3 separate regions of the Mus musculus genome follow, and regions 1 and 3 are each linked to region 2. A link is a contact called in public HiCAR-type and promoter capture Hi-C data. All regions are on one chromosome and are shown on one strand. The core of a region is the stretch at or near the end of the contact, and the rest is flanking DNA. Distances in the headings are between cores, read along the strand shown.

Region 1 (4,921 bases), core at 1,042-3,541, 2.0 Mb after region 2:
AAACAAACAAACAAACAAAAACACACAACAAACAAACAAACAAACAAGAAAAACAACAACAAAAAAGAAAAACAAAACAAAATCAAACAAACAAAAAAACCCCAAATATAAATAATCCCTAACAACTTCATACTAAGTGAAAAGGTCTGTCAGCATTTTCTGGCCTCTGCTCATCTTCCTGTTTCCCTCATCGTAGACACCTGAAGCATCCTGCCACCTCCTTCCTCAATCTCATTACCATGGCTGTTTGATTTTGTTTGTCTCTCCTGTCTCTGCATTAACCCATTGGTTCCTTAAGTGATCTGTGCGTATATTGCTCATTTCCACTGACAGAGTTCAAGGGCAAATCTATCTTCACCTCTGAGTCTTTAAGGTCTAACATGGTACCTGGTCCAAACGATGCAGTTAGCAATTTTTTGTTTTTAAGTGAAAGAACAAATAGATCAAGCAATAACCACCTCGATTCTAAGGATCAAATTACGACTACGGTGCTATACCAGAGGAAATATTTCTTGGGAATTTTGGCCAAGGCAGAATTATCTTTGGTTTCTAATGGGCTAATTCCAGTCCAGTGATGTGAAGGAAGAATTTCAGATGCAGAAACTCAGGGTGCAATTATGTAGATTCCCTTTTTTACTATTTTGAATATTTACTAAGAGAACAACAACAACAACACCCCCACACAATTGCTTTTGAATATAAGGCAAGCATGTGAAAATGTTTGGTATAAAAGTAGGTCATGTGTAACATATATTTTTCTTTAACTTACAAAGAACTCTGAAATGATGCTAGCTCCTAACATATTATAAAATTGCCTGAATTAGACATATATTAAAAAAATCATTAACTGCTGTTCAAAAGTACACACTCATTCTTGAAGGGAAGTATAAATATGGACATTTTTATAGGGTAAACAAGTGTTGAAGTCTTTGTAGAGGATAATTATTGTTAACCTATAGTTCTGGTAATTTTGGAGACACAGGAGAACTCCGGTTGATATATATGAACCTTATGAGCTGTAGAAAACACATCCAGCTGTGTCCGACAAAGTTCTAGACAGAAGGGCAGGAAGTATCTTCAAGGAAAGGCGCATCAATCAGAAAAGATACGATTCAGAAGTCCTTAGTAGATAATGAGATTTAAAATATATCGTGCACTTCCTGGTGATAAGAACAGAAAAACAAAACATAACAACAACAACAACAAAAAACCCCAACCTTCACCCTACTGGCCTTTTATACCGTTAACCTTTTCTTGGTTAGGGTGTCCACATCCGGACCCTACTGTCTTCTTTCAGTTCTCTCAGTATTTTCCTCTGCCACTTAAGTCTGCTTTTACTTTAAGCTTCTATCCCTACTTGTGGAAAGAAATGGGCCAGGATCACTTTAGTTTGTCTACACATTCAGTTGTTCCTAACTGGGGAAGAAGAAAGTAAAAAGATTTACAGAAACTGGGCCAACCTCTTTGGCCTGCCTCCTTCAAGCAACAGAATCTAACTCACTGCAACAGTATCTCTTTCTGGGTCCTATAACTTAGCATTGACTCTTTCACAACACAGTTTTATTGTAACCATTTTAGTTCCCCCCTCCACCCTCCCCCCCCAGCCTAGAGCCAACAGTGTAATAACATTTAAAAACACTGTGGTTGAAATCAAAGCTTTGTGCGTGGGTGATTACTGCACTGGCCACGCATATCCAGTCACAGAACAGAAGAAAATTGCAGCAATCGACCGAGGTATTTCTTTGTGGGTCATCTGAAGCACTGTACTGAGGCAGGCATCCTGTGTACAGTAGCGCCTGGAATACTTCAAGCAGAGTTTTATTGTTGCGAGGGGACAGTGAGGGGCTGATTTGTGGCGATCGGTTCCTCACCAATCGCGATGGTCAGACACTGTTCAGCGTTCTGTCCACGGACAGGGTCTCCCTTGCTCTCCAGCCGCGTTTGAAGCCACGCTTGAAGTTTCCTGGGAATACCCCCCAGCCCCGCCCAGACCACGCCCCAGTCATAAGCCCCACCCCCAGGCAAGGCTCCGCCCCGCATGCCGCCGTCGCCGCCACCGCCGGCAGGGGTCGCGCTGCCCCAGGCGAGCCGTGCAGGCGGGGGTGGGGAAGCTCCCGCAGCCGGTCGCTTTTCTCCGCCGCCGCTGGTTGGATCGTTTCAATAAAAGTCTTTTTTTTTTTTTTTTCCTTTTTTCTTTTCTTTTTTTTTTTCTAACCCCCGCTCTCGCTCGCTCCGGGGAACAGGCGGAGGCGTCAAGCCGCAGCCTCCGAGCGAGAGAAAGCAACGCGCACTCAGACGAACGAGAGCGGCGGCTGCGGTCTACCCAGCGCCCGGCAGTCCGGCAGCCCGCGCCCCGCCGCCTCGCTCCGCCCCGGCTCGGTGGCCGGGAGTACTGGGCCGTCCGCGAGGCTCCGCGGCCCGGGAGCCATGTTGAGCGGGGGGCTCTGCCACGCGTGAGGCGGCCGGCGGCCCTCGCGGAGCGGAAGGCGCGAGGTTGGGGGGTGGGGGGAGGCCTGAGCCTGAGGCGCCTCGGCGCGTCCGCCACCACCGGACCTGCATCCGCTCGCTCGCTCTGCGCGCCCGCCGGTCCGGAGCCCGCGGTCCCCGCACTTGCTGGTGAGTTGGCAGCGGGGCTGGGCAGGGATCGTGACGCCTGTCAGCGGGCGGCTCGAGTGGGGATCTTGTCGGTCGCATGTCCACGCGCGGCGTGGGCTGCGGGAGTGCGGAGCTGGTTGGGGGACCTGGGGGGAGGGGCTCCATGCGCCGCCGCTGAGAGTTCGCAGCCGATCGAGGCTTCCTGGGGAGGCTGCTGGCCCCGTGGGGCGCCGGGAGGGGAAGAGGCGGAAAGTCCCCCCGAGACACAAAGGTCCCCGGGGCCGGGGTGGAGGCGCGGGCGCGGGGCGGCGGGAGTGGGCGAGGACGCGGCGCTGCGGGCTCCTTGGAGACGCGGGAGGCTGCGCGCGGGTGGGTGGGCAGCTCCGCGGGGGAGGAGCCCTCTCGTGGGGGAGCGGGTCGACACAAAGCTCCGGGCAGCCCTCTTGCTGGCGGGTCACACCCCTGAGTGTCGCTCCAACCGGAGGCGGAGGGACTGTGGGAAACCCAGAGAACCCGGGAAGAGGGGGTTGTGTGTGTGTGTGTTCCACCGTTGTCTTAGCCGCAGTTGCTTTTCTCGGTGTTTTTGTCCGGTTGCTTCTGCTCCCCATCTCAGCTGGGTGGCCCCAGTTTTCTTCCCCACATCACCCCCACGCTGCCACCTCGCCGTCCCCTGTGGTTCCCCACTCATTCTCTCCCCTACTTTTCACCCACTCCTTCTGGGGTAAGCGGTATTTTGCCTTCAGCTAGGGGAACGTTTGCTAATGACAGGATGCCTGACTTGGTCTGACCCTGAACTGCCTTGAACTCTTCTCTTTTTTTTTTTTTTCCTCCCACCCTTTCCTTTCTGGGATCTTCTGTGTCACATGGCCATTAACAATTAGCTTTTCTTCTTCAAAAATGGCAAAAGCCTTTAGCTGAAATCCGTGGCGCCTTTCCCTTATGTTAATGTGGCCATCGAAGACGACGCATCAGTGGCCCTGTTTTATCGCCTCCTGAGCCAAATTGATTCTCTAGACACAAGTCACAAATTTTGTTTTGCGTCTTGGCCATTCCTTGGGCCAGCAAAGTGTATTTCTGGTAGCAGAGCTTCTGTCACGTCACAGGCAATGCTTGACTAAGGGAGACAGCTCTTGCCTCCCAACTTTGCTGTTTGTTTTTTCCTAATCCTTTGTTGGGTTTCTTTTTAACTGCATTTGTGCAAGACTATCAAAGTAATGGATTTGAGTGACTTGGAAATTGACGTTGTTAACCACGGAACAGAAGACGACCTCTGATCAGTTGAATTGACCTAAACCTTTGAATCAAGAAACATGTGTAAACTAAATTTAAGGAGGAAAAAAAAATTGCTAGTGGGAATGTTAATTGGTTTTATTTTGTTCTCTTGTGAACACCAGGAATTGGCTTATGTATTAAATGTGGTGTCACCTGGTTAATGAAGTCATTTCAGTTTTTTTTTTTTGTTCTTTTAACATCTGCATAATTCCATAAACAGCGGGTTTAAACAAAAGAAAACAATATGACTAAGGACGTCTTTCATTTTAATTTTTATTTCTAATGTTGTGAGTGAACACAGGAATGTGAAGAGCGCTGTTCTTTTATCTGGCGAGCCATCTCCTAGGCCAGAAGCATTAACTCTTTGAATGCTGCTCGTCAAAGATCTGTTGCAGAGCCTTTGAATTGAAGCTGCTTTAAAATTCCAATGCAAGGGCTGGTGCGATGGCTCAGTGGGTAGGAGCGCCCGACTGCTCTTCCAAAGGTCCAGAGTTCAAATCCCAGCAACCACATGGTGGCTCACAACCATCCGTAACAAGATCTGACTCCCTCTTCCGGTGTGTCTGAAGACAGCTACAGTGTACTTGCATATAATAAATAAATAAATCTTTACAAAAAAAAAAAAAATTCCAATGCAAGTGCCAGCAAGATGGCTCAGTTGGTACGGGTGCCCGTCTCAGGGCCTGAGTTCAATCCTGGGAACACATGCAAAGACGGAGGCAAGAACAGCACAACGTTGTCCTCTGATTTCCACATGCATACACCACACACATCACGAACATCATCACCACCACCACCAACAACAATTGATTCATAATAAATAATAACAACAATAATATGTATTTTAAAGTTCTTATGCAAACATAGGAGTTTCAACTATTTTTACAGTGGAAATAAGAATGCTAATGAAAATATGAATAAGAAGAAAGTCAAAGTAAGATCCATTTATTGTAGGTGCAGTAATGTTAGTGCTGCTGTAAAGATATTCATATCCTACAATGTGCTGTCCTTATTGACACTAAAATTTTAGATATTTCAGCTAGGGATTAGTCTG
Region 2 (4,380 bases), core at 899-3,398:
CCACACCTACCCACCCACATAACATATATAACTTACATAATCAAAATGTTATCATAGCAAATAATAAAATATAAATAAAACCACTCATGCCAACAATACAAACCTGCATGCGGCACTTTACTAAGTCCAGGGGAACAACAGCAGTGTGTGTCAGCCCACAACTTAAGACCCCACCAAAGCCACACAGTGCATAATACTTCATGGAGCCAAATTCACAACTGTACTCTGTAATAAGACAAGACACACCGTGCATTTTAATATGGACTCGTATTAGTGTGCATCAACTTACCTCCTGGGCAATTAGGTTTCCACACAGCTTGTTAGTAGCAGTCTATATCTTACAACTCACGTTTCAACAGAACGTTTTAGTCCAGCATGCAACACAAACCTGCATTCTGCATTTAATGAGATCTAGAGGAACCAATGCTGTATGTGTTGTGCCACAGCTAATAATTCCTCCGAGGCCACAGAGGAGAAAGAATCTGCCAGATCCATATTCACAGCTATACTGCTCTGTTTGATTGAAGAAAAAAGATCAATTATTTCTTCAGAGACTAAGGAAGTCGAGGGGAAGGAAAAAAAAAAACTATTTCCTTTTGGTATAGTACTATCACTAGTATGCAGCTTTAGCCACCAGCCACAACTAGGTAGAAAGATGAGTTCTCATATAATGTAAATGACATGAAAGTCACTGTCAAATCAGATCACTAAAATTATTAGTATCTGTGAGATACTATTTTCTAAAACTTCCTGCATTGGTAATTTCAACTAAAGGCAGTTACTAAGAGCACCCTCCAAGGACAGCCCAAAATCAAAAAGAGCACTTAACATGTGCAAAGCTTGCTAACTTTAACGTTTGCTCCAGCTATTAACCAACTACTCACTTATGAACTAAGTAAGTCATACCTAGTTCCTGCAGTCAAAAACATACAAAGATTTGCTTTAGCTTTTGAAATCAGAGGAAAACGATAGGAGATAGTGAAAAGGAGTTTTCTAATCACGTTTAAGACGCATGAAGCACATGAATGACTGGGGTGTGGGTGGGGACTTCTGTTTTACACACACAATGTAGGTAACGTTTCTCTTGAGGCCTATAATTCAGCTTTCGGGTTTCTCTTGTACTTATGTTCCACTAGGATTTAAAACATACAGTTATTGAGTCACCCAGCTCAAATCCCAAAAACATAAACTCAAAGGAATGCACACCTCATATAATCTGCAAGTCACCTCCTTCACCAACCAGTAGCACAAAAGGAAGAGATTCCCAACCCCATTACCTCATATACAATTAAATGAAAAGATAAAACTTGGGAAAGGAGATCAAAGGAGAGTTTTCCAGGTAATTTTTAAAAAGGCAAGTCAAATAAACGTTATGGAGTTGCAACTGTGTCTGGCTAGTGGTTAAAAAGAGATTTTACCCAGTATACTTGGCTGACCAAGCGGGCTCACGGGGGAAGATAAAGAAGTTGGTTACCACCTCTCTGCCTCTACTCCCTTCGGGACACGGAGGTCACTGAGTGGCGCTGGGCCTGGGCCCTTCCACGCCCTTGAGGGAGGGCCAAGGATCCGACAGCGGCCTAGGGTGTCAGAGTTGCCATCCCAGGGTCAGCGAGAGACCGGTCCTCGGGTCCAGGGCTGAAGCGTCCTTCCCCGACCTCCAGTTCCTGCCCAGGACTCGGGAGGCAGAGCAGGGGGGCAGCATGTAACCAGCGCTCCCACAGGGCAGGGTGCGACCTCACCTTCCACGGCGGCGGCGGCCAGGTGGCGGGAACGCCGGGGCGGAGCTGGGGGACTGCGGGGACCCGACAGGCCATCGTGCACCAGCTGCAGGTGTGGCGCGTTGAAGGGGTTCGCCCGCGCCAGGTGCGCTACGGACGAGAACATCCTCCTGCGGGGGAGACAGAGGGCGGAGGTGAGAGAGACCCGGCGCCGGGCAATGTCACCGGAGCCCCGCGAGACATGCCCGGCTCTGCGCCCTTGAGGAGGTCACAGCTTCTTCCCCAGGGACGCCAAGCCCGGCCGGGCCCACGGCCAAGGCGGCGGCCACAAGGGACTCAAGGCTCCGCGCCGCGGCGAGGCCCGGTCGCGCTCACTTGCCTAAGATGGCGAACACCCAACCGCTCGCTGGGCAAGGTTGCGGCTCACAGAGGCCGAATGTCCTCCCGGCCCGAAGATCCGTGCCCTTCGCGCGGCGTCACCGTGACGCACGCAGAGCGTCACTGCGCCACGCGCCTCTCATTTGCGGAGAGGAGCGCAGAACCTGGACGTCATCGCGTCCTCCTAGCAACCCTATCCCCGCCCACGTCCAACCCCAGCCCTTCCGGCCCTGCTAGTGCGCAGGAGGATTCCTACTGCGCAGGCGCAGATCCAAAGCGCCCTCCTCCCCCACTCCCCTTTTTTTTTTAAAGTGTAGTCTTGGCCTTGGACGGGCAGGTGACCTACTCACTCTGTCCCTTCACCTTCCGGTGTTTTCTCCTTGGCGCCAGGAATTTTTACATGTCTTTAAGTGATTGCGGGCATAAACTTTTAAAGACATGAATGCTTAAGTGATACGTTATTCAGGTATGGAAGCTAGGATATCACTACAAGATCTTTGATCGGAATTCCTGCCATCATCGGACTTTTCAGAAAAAAATTCCATCACACTGACTTTTGACATAGGCATGTCTAAATTTTCCACCAAGTTCTGGTGGAAAGGATATACAGGAAGAACTCATACAATACATAAAACTGCTTCTGCCTCACAGAATGTCCATGGCCCCTGAGAACAGTCAGTCAAGGCTTCGTTCCTGGAGGCACAGGCATGCGCTGACATGAAAGTAACCGATGAACTGTGTGCGTGTAAGACAGGACTGTGTGTACTTCAGACATTTACAAGATCATCATCACTCTGATGTCAACAAGCGGGGGCCAAGTTCCACGAGGGAGAGTTTAGAAGCAATCAAACCTGTTGTAATTCTTGCGTTTAACATTTTCCTGGGACGTTTATCTCATCTTTATTAAGCCTTTTTATCTAACCCAAGACACCACTAGAGCTGGCTCCTGTATTGACTATTGTAGTTATACTAAGTCTACCTCTGCAGTCAGTGCTCTGCTGTGTCCTTTAAAAATTCTTAACATTTACAAACAAAAGACATTTTCATTCATTTTGCCCTAGGTCCTTCAAATTATGTAATTGGTCCTGGATAGAAGAAATACTTTTAGAGTTTATGAAACATCAAGAAGATGTAAAAAAAAAAAAAATGTTTACAAAACATCTTTCAGAGGTCTGGTACTTGATTCCTAGTACCCACCTTGATTCTAGCTCCAGGGGATCTGACACCATCTTCTGGCCTCTATAGGCACCTGCACTCATGCACACACACACACACACACACAGACCACCACCACCACCACCACCACCACCACCACCATTTTTTAAAAAACCTTTAAAGATGAAATTTATAAAACATTTTTCATAAAAAACTGAAGAGGTTTAAATTAGCCATATTTCTGCTGCTATGATAAAACATCATTTTGGCTTACACCTCCAGAGGGATAAGAGTCCATCATGGTGGGGAGGCATGACAGCAAACAGCAGACATGCCAGTAGGCCCCCAGGTACATAATGCTTCCAGCAATGCCACAAACCTCCCCCAAAGGGCTCTACCAAGGGACCTAGTACCAGGGACTAACTACAGGGGCATTTCTCATTCAAACCATCTCAGGGCTAGAGACATAGCCTGGTGATACAAGGGGCAGTGAGTTCAATTCCCAGCACCAAAATAGGAAAAGGATGTGAGCATTGAGATAACTCAGAGAAAGGTGCCTGTACCAAGTCTACGAAGCCAAACTGCATTCCCCAGGCCCATAGAATCCCAAAAGTCATTGTCTGATCTCTATGTGTCTGCCATGGTTCACATACACCTACCACACACACACAAAATAAATTTCTAAAATACGTTTTTAAAATACTATCTAGGCAAAATATTAAAACTCTCATTTCTCAAAGTATTATTTATTATTATTGTGTTTGTGCGTACACACACGTACACACACACACACACACACACACACACACGTGTACATATAGAGGTTAAGAAACAGCTTCCAGGGCTGGTGAGATGGCTCAGTGGGTAAGAGCACCTGACTGCTCTTCCAAAGGTCCAGAGTTCAAATCCCAGCAACCACATGGTGGCTCACAACCATCCTTAACGAGATCTGACTCCCTCTTCTGGAGTGTCTGAAGACAGCTACAATGTACTTACATATAATAAATAAATCTTTAAAAAAAAAAAAAAAAAGAAACAGCTTCCAGTTGAATTTCTCCCTCTACCATATGGATCCTGGGGATAAAACTTCGGCATGTACTGCTTGGTGGCAAATACCTTCACTTGCTGA
Region 3 (4,583 bases), core at 34-2,533, 2.4 Mb after region 2:
AGGTGAGTACGTGGAGGTCAGAGGGTAACTCTTAGACATTCTCTCCTCCCACCCTCATGAGCTCCAGGATCGAACTCAGGGTTTGGTGACAAGAGACTTATCGCACTGAGGCATCTTATTGGTTCAAAGATATCACTTCTTGTAGATGACTTTTCCTTTAGTTATAACATAATCAATTAATTCATGATGGCCTCCAAACTGGTAAATCAAATGTTCCCATCTAGAAAGAAAGAAAGTAGGAAATCGTTGCTTCAGTGCACATAAATCAAAAGCATCACCGTGTCAGTTAATACGAATTTAAAGGTGGTGACGCACGCCTGTAATCCCAGCACTCGGGAGGCAGAGGCAGGCGGATTTCTGAGTTCGAGGCCAGCCTGGTCTACAGAGTGAGTTCCAGGACAGCCAGGGCTACACAGAGAAACTCTGTCTCAAAAAACAAAAACAAAACAAAACAAAACAAAAAACCCAAACAAACAAACAAACAAAAAACCTAACTTAAAGTGAATTCAGTGTGCGTGTGTGTGTGTGTGTGTGTGTGTGTGTGTGTGTGTGTGTGTGTGTGTGTGTGTATACATACATATGAGTGGTGTATGCCTGCTCACTTGTGTAAGTGCACACGGAAGTCAGTCCTCCACATTGGTGTCTTCCTGATTACTATCCACCTTATTTTTTTGAGGCAGCTCTGTAACTGAACCTGGAGTCCCTCTATTTCACTAGACTGGCTGGTCAGCAAACCCTAGGCATTCCCCTGTCTCTGTTTCCCCAGTGCTCAGAGCACGGGCCCATCCTGCTAAGCCTGGCTTTTTACGTGGGCACTGATGCTCAACTTCGGGTCCCCTTGTTTGTGCAGCAAGTGTTCTATGAGCTGAGCCAGTTCTCCAGTCCCTGAACCTTTAAAACCCCATTCATGAGTAGTACATGCACATTATCTTTGATGGATGGAGGAGATGCTTCGAGAAGGACTGAAATGAAGGAGCTGGTCTCCGCTGTTGAACGTGGGGTCCAGTGGCTATTATGGGCTTATGAGGGTCAAAGGGATAGAACATCTCCAACATTTAGATTTAGACACTAGGCCCAAGCTTGTGGCACTGGAGGCCCAAGTTATAGCAGACCACAAGTGAGTATTAAGAACTCAGGAATAGGAGAGCTGAATAGAGGCTTTGAGAGTCCTTTGATTCCATGAGTCAGAGAACGAATAAATCAGAGCCAGGTGATAAACAGGGCTGTAAACAAGCAAGAGGTCAGGAGGCAAGCATGAAAGCAAACACACAGGCTCAGGGACAAGTCCCAAGTCCAGGAAAACAGCAGGAATTGGAGGCCCAGGAAAAAGGCAAGGCAGAGAAAGGGATTTGGAGACTGGCTTTACTACAAAGATGAGGATATCAAGGGAGACCTTCTGGTTGGAAAGGGGTAAAGATAGAGGGGGTCCAGTGGTGTGGAGTCTACACAGAGCCTGATACTTACTAAGTACAAGTAGGAAGACATCTACAACTTGTCTACATGGGCATCGAATAAGACAGCTAATCGTTGCTATGGTTACCAGTCGCTGGGGAGGACACGCACCTGGATGCATTGATGATGATGGCGTCCCCCTGCTTGCCAACTTCCAAAGATCCGTGGGTGTGAGATTTTCCCAGCGCATAAGCCGCGTTGATGGTGGCAGCGGCCAAGGCCTCCGGCATGGACATTCTCATGTTCACACAGGCCAGGTGCATGACCATCGGCTAAGGCAAGGAGAGACAGCACTGGAGAGCAGCAGAGTAGCAGCAACTGCTATCTAGGAAGCCTCTCCACACAGCACAAGCAGGACAATTGAATGCGTGTCTGGAAGGAATGGCTCAGGGATAATCTGGGCTCAGATGTAAAAGGCCCCAGATTTTACTCTACTCCCCACCCCCCAAAAACGATGTATGGGCTAGAGAGATGGCTTTTCAGTTAAGAGCACTGACTGCTCTTCCGAAGGTCTTAAGTTCAAATCCCAGCAACCACATGGTGGCTCACAACCATCCGTAATGAGATCTGATGCCCTCTTCTGGGGTGTCTGAAGATAGCTACTGTGTACTTACATATAATAAATAAATAAATCTTTTAAAAAATATATAATATATACAATATATTATAAACATACCATAAAATGTTTATTATATGCAATATATTATATATTATATTACATATTATATTGTGTGCATGTGTATTTATAGATATTTATAATATATTACTTATACATATGTAATATATTACATATATTTTATTACATTATATACTACACACATATCTGTAATAAATATATATGTGTATTGCCAAGTTGTTATTGGAAAATGCAATTTACACATAAGATTCTTAAACTTTGGGGGAAATTCCTTTATTATTTAATAATACTGTGTGTTTAATATTTACTTAAATAATATTATACAGTTTTTTAAGACCCTATGCTATGTGAGAAGCTTATCTCCATCCTTACTCACTAAAGTCTCACTGAGTTTCTGCTATGCCCCAGAGAAGGAAAATGGTTTATCACAAACCCTTAAGTCTCAAAAAATAGAGATTTATCTCTTCATAACTGGATGAATTTGTGTGTGCAGAAAAATTCAATTATACCACCAACTAAACCCTTTCCCTCTTTCTTCTCAAGGAAATATTTTTATATTTTAAAATACATTTTCACACCGGGCGGTGGTGGCACATGTCTTTAATCCCAGCACTCGGGAGGCAGAGGCAGGCAGATTTCTGAATCCGAGGCCAGCCTGGTCTACAGAGTGAGTTCCAGGATAGCCAGGGCTACACAAAGAAACCCTGTCTCAAAACAAACAAACAAACAAACAAAAAAGATTCACAACTGATGAAAAAGTTAAACATTTATATGCTCCATAGTTTCCACTCTGTTCAGAGAAATATCCAAAAGGTAATTACCATGGAAAAGCAGTACGCGTTGGGGTTGAAATCGCTGCCCAGAGCAACTATGACACCCTCGTCTAACATCTTCCTGGCTCGAGGCTGCTTCAGCCTAAGGGGAGGGGAAGAAAGGTGTCATTCTCCAGGTGGGACTTTTTCAGAATTGATGCAGGGATGGCGGGAGCGTTCATGTTCTAAAAGAGAAGAGAAAGCTCCAGGTGGAGTGGAGGTGAGCATTGGCATCACCTGACATTTCATGGGTTTGCTGGTTGCGCCTTTAGGATGATGGCTTTGTGCCACTGTTGCCGCATCCCTTGGCATCTGAGTTTCTCCGGAGCTTTTTGGAACAACGCATCTCCGAAGTCTGCATCCTCACAACCTGTACTCGAAGGCACTGTGTCAGGGTAAGAGAGGTTCCTTACCTCAGCATGTAGGCTGTGGTGGGCAGGAGGACAGCAGAACACCGAGCCGCAGCCATGGCAGCAATGCCTTCGTCGCTGACTTCCTCCAGGTGGCTGATAGCCTGTGCTCCCAGTTCGGCCCCAAGCTAGGCAAGATGGGCAGAGGTTTAACATACAACAACAATTCAATAAAATGCTATGACACTGCTTCCTCTGCCCTGTTAAGAATCCTTGTCAACTATTTCTGATGAGCACAAGCTCTCAAAAACAAAGGGTTTGTCACAGACAAGCCATTTGAAAATTAGCATGCTGGAGATAAAAAGTAGTATTAAAGTGAGGTGTGGTGGATCACATTTGTAATCCAGGCACTTGGAAGACTGAGGCAGGACAATTGGCAGCCTAGGCTGGCTACATAGTGAGTTCCAGGCCACCCAGAGTAATATATAGAGAACTTGTTTCAAAACAAACACAGAAACACACAATAAATGAATCTTATATCGATATTTTCTGAAACTATGTTGTGACTCCCAGGGATCGGAATAAAAAAAATGGGAATAATATCAGTAATAAAATCTAATTATTCCAGAATTCACAGAAATGCAACAAAGATGGATGTCTCAGAATGCCATCCACTCTGGGGTTAAAAACAAATTCAGTTAAAAAAAAAAAAACTTTAAATAATTTGAGTTGTCAACTTAAAAGTGGTTTTTCTCCAGCAGAAATGTTGGGACTCAATTGTTGGCAGACAGCTCAGAGAGATGCTGCATCAGGACCACGGAAGCTTTATAGCGGGCTTCTTCTCAGCTTGTTCCATCCCATACTTTAGTCCTCCATGGACGAGTGTCACACATGCACACACAATTCCCAGGCTGAAGACTGGCATGTTAAACAACCCAAGGGTTTAATCCATGTTAAACTGTCACTTGTACTGTATGGCCATGGGAAGCTGCCACATCCTAACTGGAGGAAGTGTTGACCCCTGTTGTCAGTACTCAAGATGTCGGCGACTGAAGATCTGAAAGGCCAGTGGGTTCACAGGAAACTCCTTAGGGGACATTTCTCTCTGACTTTGGATTCAGCCTGCTTTCTGAATCTAATTTTCTGATCAGGGGTATTGGGTTCTCTCAGTTTTATCCACTAGTTGCTCTCTCTGATCAATAGTCACTCACTGACCACACAGATTACATCCATACAACAAAGTCAGAAAATACTAGCTTGCAGAAGCCTATCTCTACCCCAGGCACTGTACTGCCCTCCAGGGATAGAGAGTTCCGAGTGTTGGGTGCAAGT

What was found. Promoter capture Hi-C pulls out the DNA fragments that hold promoters and counts their contacts. HiCAR-type assays count read pairs that join an accessible place to other places.
Region 1: a HiCAR-type map of astrocytes shows a contact between it and region 2, with 8 times the contacts expected there. The contact joins the promoter of Cdk17 here to the promoter of Slc25a3 in region 2. A contact is called at or near these places in 6 of 39 promoter capture datasets (the 3T3-L1 cell line, hippocampal neurons, liver and 3 more), 1 of 484 Hi-C or Micro-C datasets (cardiomyocytes), 7 of 115 datasets of contacts at active chromatin or transcription factors (the NIH/3T3 cell line, astrocytes, embryonic stem cells and 3 more) and 2 of 9 other capture datasets (adipose tissue and embryonic stem cells).
Region 3: a promoter capture Hi-C map of liver shows a contact between it and region 2, with 4 times the contacts expected there. The contact joins the enhancer-like site here to the promoter of Slc25a3 in region 2. A contact is called at or near these places in 5 of 39 promoter capture datasets (cranial neural crest, hippocampal neurons, liver and 1 more), 1 of 115 datasets of contacts at active chromatin or transcription factors (thymic regulatory T cells) and 1 of 9 other capture datasets (liver).

Annotation. Positions count from the first base shown.
Region 1 is chr10:93,158,585-93,163,505 of GRCm38.p6, forward strand. Cdk17 (cyclin-dependent kinase 17) reads left to right here and starts at 2,292. Exons shown (of 17, transcript NM_146239.2): 1 at 2,292-2,616. Mir1931 (microRNA 1931) reads left to right here and starts at 4,201; the gene lies at 4,201-4,319.
Region 2 is chr10:91,121,819-91,126,198 of GRCm38.p6, forward strand. It overlaps Slc25a3 (solute carrier family 25 (mitochondrial carrier, phosphate carrier), member 3), which reads right to left and starts at 2,149. Exons shown (of 8, transcript NM_133668.4): 1 at 2,098-2,149; 2 at 1,740-1,888; 3 at 104-225. The coding sequence starts at 1,884.
Region 3 is chr10:93,524,283-93,528,865 of GRCm38.p6, forward strand. Amdhd1 (amidohydrolase domain containing 1) reads right to left here. Exons shown (of 9, transcript NM_027908.1): 6 at 3,315-3,439; 7 at 2,911-3,004; 8 at 1,564-1,724; 9 at 1-220. The coding sequence ends at 133. Among named protein-coding and RNA genes, the nearest start is that of Amdhd1, 13 kb to the right of the region's middle. Within about 2 kb of position 1,284, at least 5 of the 459 cell types and tissues checked have an H3K27ac peak or open chromatin away from gene starts, as enhancers often do. A contact at or near this core is called in liver, where this site is marked.